Linked DNA regions of Mus musculus: region 1 is linked to region 2. A link is a contact called in public HiChIP or PLAC-seq data. All regions are on one chromosome and are shown on one strand. The core of a region is the stretch at or near the end of the contact, and the rest is flanking DNA. Distances in the headings are between cores, read along the strand shown. Region 1 has its middle 27 kb from the start of Gm39826. Region 2 has its middle 73 kb from the start of Gm32500.

The links. HiChIP or PLAC-seq counts read pairs in DNA pulled down with a chosen protein or histone mark.
Region 1: a contact with region 2 is called in an H3K27ac HiChIP or PLAC-seq map of VIP interneurons, with 4 times the contacts expected there. The contact joins two enhancer-like sites. A contact is called at or near these places in 3 of 115 datasets of contacts at active chromatin or transcription factors (the NIH/3T3 cell line, SST interneurons and VIP interneurons).

The regions. Positions count from the first base shown.
Region 1 is chr11:56,752,667-56,755,366 of GRCm38.p6, forward strand. No RefSeq gene overlaps it. Among named protein-coding and RNA genes, the nearest start is that of Gm39826, 27 kb to the left of the region's middle. Within about 2 kb of position 1,320, at least 27 of the 459 cell types and tissues checked have an H3K27ac peak or open chromatin away from gene starts, as enhancers often do. A contact at or near this core is called in SST interneurons and VIP interneurons, where this site is marked.
Region 2 is chr11:56,350,661-56,353,504 of GRCm38.p6, forward strand. No RefSeq gene overlaps it. Among named protein-coding and RNA genes, the nearest start is that of Gm32500, 73 kb to the right of the region's middle. Within about 2 kb of position 1,386, at least 7 of the 459 cell types and tissues checked have an H3K27ac peak or open chromatin away from gene starts, as enhancers often do. A contact at or near this core is called in SST interneurons and VIP interneurons, where this site is marked.

The DNA of each region.
Region 1 (2,700 bases), core at 70-2,569, 400 kb after region 2:
AAACTGCCCACACTTCACACTCAGAGGTGAGAGCTGGAAGCTTCACACCTAGAGCGCACACACCACCAAGTTCTGAGCCCCGGGCCTTGCCACAGAAGCTTGCCTCTGAATGACGGCTGTGTCAGTCTCCTGGGTCAGAGTCTGCTCATTGTTCTGCTCATTTGGCTTGGAGAGCCTTGTACCTGTCTCTTCCTCCTGTCCATCAAAACAGCACCTGGGCACCTGTCAAATGCTCAAGCATCCTCCCCAGGCCTCAGAAAGCAGAAGCTAACCACCCCCCATGCTACCCAAAGAAAGCACACAAGAATGCTCTGACCTTGTGGGATCCCTTGTAGACATAACTCTTGGAATTAGGAATGCCTTTCAGGGTCTGGGGAGATGGCTCAGTTAGTAAAGTCCTTGCTGGACAAGCATGAGATCTGTGTTCGATATTCAAATCTCATTTGAAAAAGCCTGGATTAGTGATGCACCCTTAGTCCCAGCATTAGGGGTGGGGAAGCTGGATCTTTAAGGTTTCCTGTCTATGTAATTCAGCCTAACTATCAAGTTCCAGGATAGTGATAGAACCTGTCTCACAAAACAAGGGGACAGCTCTTGAGGAGTGACACCCAAGGTAGACCTCTGGCTCCCATCTCACATACACACTAGTATATGTACCCACACAGAGAGATGTATCTACACATGATCACATGTTCTCTCTCTCTCTCTCTCTCTCTCTCTCTCTCTCTCTCTCTCTCTTTCTCTCTCTCTCTCCATGAATATTCAGTCAAATATTCTGAGTTACTAGAAAAGAAACTGAGGCTTAATAGGTGACTCGACCCATCCAAGTTCTAGAGCCTTGAAAGCTACAGCAGGCTCTTATGCTCTGGACAAAAGTACAGGGGAGAAAATGAAAGCATCTCTCACCTTACTCCTCTTCCTGGTCTCATTGTCCTCACCAAGCCCCATCCTAGGTCTTAGTTCCTAGGGAACTGCTGTTCTACATGCAAACCACCAAATGACCACAGGGATGTGGGTGATTTTGGGTCATCACCATGGTGCATTTCTTACTCTTATTAGATTTGGATCCAGTCAGGAAGATGGAAGAAAAGGAATTACATTCAGAGAGTTGGTATTTTTCCTCCTGTTAAATTGAGCTGTGGGAGGTATGATATGCTGAACTGGTACATTTTAAAAGACAAAACCCCTAATGTTTTAAGGAGTGTTTTCTCCCCATTAACATGTTGCTTAGCAACATTTTTACAATATCAGCAGCTGTGTGACTTGGAGCTGAATGAATGTCTAGAAATGCAGAAAGAACCAAACAGGGGAACGCAGGGCCCTGGTAGCATGCTGCCTTTGTTAGGGAAGATGGGGGTGTCCTCCAACATGGGACACAGGCGGCCCGTGCTTCCTTCCAATTCAGTTAGACATTGTCAGCTGACCACTTTGAGAGTTGGGTTCTGGTTTTAGCTACATAAATTTTTACCAATTTTTATGTGATGAAAAGCTTCAAATACATACAAAAATAGAACAGTGTTATGAACTCTTTTATATCTATTACAAAGCATTAACATTTTGCAATTCACGGCCCATCTTCTTTTACTTATTTTCCCTACTTCATCTTCTTTAGAAGTCAAGATGTATCGAATATCTATCATTTCATCCATGAATATGTCTTATGTCAGTCTCAGGAAGGAAGGGCTTTGTAAAAATAAAGCACAATTATGTCATCCCATCAAACCAAAAGTTACCAGCTTGTCTTGTGATGTCACCGAAGGATGAATGAGAGAGGCAGCTTCCAACTCTCTGGGGTTTCTCATTTACATTACAGGGAAGACCTCAGTAAGTGAACAAGGCGGTCACTTCTCTGTGCCTCCACTTCACTTGATCATCATCATCATCATCATCATCAACAACAACAACAATAACAACAACAACAACAACACCTGTGTACTATGTCCTGCAAAGCCTCCTGGAATTAGAGTAACACATTTTTGAGGGTTTAGTTTTTATTTACTTACTTATTTATTTCCAAATAATGTTGGTCTTTCCAGACTACTGAGTTTGGTGCTCACAACCAACAGTCTCTAACTCCTGTTCTGATGGCCTCTATAGACACCTTCACAAACACACACACTACAAACACACACACGCGCGCTAACTCCTGTTCTGATGGCCTCTATAGACACCTTCACAAACACACACACTACAAACACACACACGCGCGCGCACACACGCACACACACAATACGTACATATACACACTTCCACACACGCATAAACACCACATGCACACAAAAGAAAAGAAGAAGTAAACTTGATCAGATTGAAAATTGATCTCTTGGTGAAAGAATCAAGCAATGGGATTGAAAGGTCAGCATTGTGCTCTGAGCAGAGAGATGTGAATAACGGACATGTTTTTGCCCAAAAGTGGAGCCTCTGGCATGGCCTTCACTTTCCTTAGCACCTTTACAGTTTGATTTTCAGATGCCACTCATAATATTTTTTTTCCTTTGCTCAGTCCTTCCATCCTTTCTCTATCCCTTGGCTCTCTGAAAGATGTCTTTCTGGAGCCAATAGCATTTTCCTCTCTCTTTTATTAACTACTCAGAATTTTGTTTCTGGTTTTGCTGCTGCTAGTTGAAAGGTACAGTTAAATTTATCCATACGATTGATATGTCTTTTTATTTAATGCTGGTTTTAAAAGACTTTTTTCTT
Region 2 (2,844 bases), core at 136-2,635:
GTCAGTGAAATAGTTATTTTTAGTGTTTACCCTGCTCAAATGACACATATGTATCAGTTTGATGTGTAGTTGTGACTGCCATTGGAAACAGAATATATGTGTCTGTGTTAAGACTTGATTTCAAAGCAGCAGCGATAAGAGCAAACACTGATTGTTACTCAGATGTTGTCGTGCTCCTCCCAACTTCAAAAATATTTATTACGGATAGACATGTCTTCTAGCATAATCATTCTGAAGTATTAAATAATATGATTTTATCATAGATGGATTTTATCTACTTTATATTATATCTGAATTTATGAAACTACTTGTCACAACTGAGCTGAACATCCATAAATTTCATATCAGAATTCAAAAGACTGTTATAAAATGGGATTTGGGTTTATGAAGGTTGAAATTAGGATAGGTTAATGGTGACATTCCAATGTTTGTTTGGTTTCTTTCCATCTCCCTTCCAGGATTATGAAAAATGTTCAGCTTGGGGTCTGAGAGCTTGGTCTGAAACATCTTCCAAGTGGGATCTGGTCATTTTCTCAGCTCTCTGGTCCATCACTTGCTCAATGCTGTTCTGAGTCAATCTTGTCAAGAGCATGCCCTGGGTGGAATATCATTGACAAGTGCCAGATGGGTGCTAGAGGAAATTGGCAGAGCAAATAGGGTGGATGACATGGAGTCATCATGACAAAAGCAGTCCCCTCTGAGAAGCCAGACTGAAAGGAAACCAACAGGAGGAGTAGGAGACAAAACAAAAGCCCTGGGCAGGCTCCATCTTGTGATGTAGAATGGATGGGTGTGTAGCCCAGAGAACATTTAGAACTGATGGGAGCGAGGTCAGAGTGACACAAGCCACCTGGCCAGGCACAAGCACTGGTCAAATTCTTTGGGCCTCACAGGTTTTGGTAAGACAATTAAATCTTATTTTAAGAGCAATATAAGCCCTTTTGAGGGCTTTAGGGAAAGAACAATATAACTGAGTTTGCATTATAAAACAATTCCTCTGATTGCAATGAGGAGAATGGCCTTTGGCTGTTCTGAAAATATTTGTTTAATAAATATGTATCCAAATACATTTTCACAGAAATGAATAATATATCTGTGAGTTCAATCATGCAGAAATTCTAGCAGGCTTCAAACCTGTGCGGACCACACCCCACACAGGCTCCTGTTTCTACCTCACAGTAGTCCCTGTCTAACCTTCAGGTTCCTCATGGATGACAATAAGGCCTTGAAGATTTCCTTCAGCCCAGGATAATTCAACAGTCCAGCCAAGGCTGCTCTGCTGCCAAAACTCGTTGGCTGTAAGCAGCTGGAGAGAGTATGCAGAGGCTCTGCTCTGCTGATCATTCTCGGCTTGGCATTTGTCTGCAGCTGGAGCCCTTTCTATAAGATCACTCAGCATCTATAAGTTGACTCATTTCCATACTGATTGCAAAGCTGGAAGTGTACACACATTCTTATTCTTGGCCCAAATGCTTGCCGGCAGTAGCTCTGACGATGGGGGCCTTGACACCACTTGGGAGTTATTGTCTCACGTGCTATTGATATGAGTGGGATTTGGAAGACACACAATTTGATAATCAGACCCCATCTGCAGAGTAATCACGAGCTACATTATGGGGAAAAAGCAAGCAAATGCTAGAGATGGAACTGTCTTATTTTCAACTTCCTTTACCCCAGCAAAGACTGTGCTAAGAGATTTTGATATGCAAAACAACTTTGTATTTTTTTAATATAACAAGCATCTCAGCATTTTAGCATTTATCTAAATACAGCAAGTGGCAAGCTATAAAACAAAATGCTCCCTTGTACATGATCTCATTTGCAAATGAGTTTTAAGAGGAACATATTTGGGGAAGGTATTTAAGCTGCAGGAAGCGTGTGACCATTAGACAGTTTCCCTTCAATCTACCCACTCTCCTCCAAGATGATGGTATGGCCAATGGCAAACTGGTGGGTGGACCATACCAATTCACCTTGGTTTTCTCAACTGTAAATTGTGAATAGTATTATTACAACAAAATCGTGGCCCAGGGCAAAGACCCAGTCTGCAAAATGCTTGTTGCACAAGAATGAGTACCAGCCTTTGAATCTTTGGCACCCAGGTTGGTGTGGACATGGTGGTACATATATGTAATCTCAGCACTAAGGGAGGCTGTTGGGGAATGGGCAGAAATGGGAGAAGTATTTCTGGGACTTTGTTGGTCACCTGCTCTATTTGAGTTAGGGAGCTATGGGTTTAGGGTTTTAAACCTTAAAATGAAGAGCCATTGAGGAAGACAATGAGTGTTGGCTTCTGGCTTTTGTGTGAATTCATATAAGAGCATGTACATCTCCCACAACAACACATGTACCCACAACACACATACACATGAGCACATACACATACAAATACCACAAACACAAAGTTGGGGTGAGCATGCATTCATGAATGTGGAGCTTGGAATAGAGCCTGAAACACATTAAGAACCCAGGACCACTGAGATGCTATGACTGATTGTTGCATTCTTCTCCAATGCTAGACACACCCACAAGTTTCAGTGAATTCAGTCATCTACTACAAACCTTTAATTCCCATTTTCTTTTATCAAGACTATATCAGAGATAGTCTATCACCTGCATAACATGCTAAACAGCCTGGGTTCCATGTCCAACACTGCACAACAGGAAGAATTCTGAAGATTTAATTTTCTTTTCAACATTGAGATCTGCATCATTAACACGTTCAGACTTTAATTTTATGGACAGTGTGCCATCTAGTTAACCATTAAATCAATGATTATTTTGACTGCCGCTATCCGTATACTGCTCATATAGTATTCTAGAACTTCATTGGCAGAATCGTTG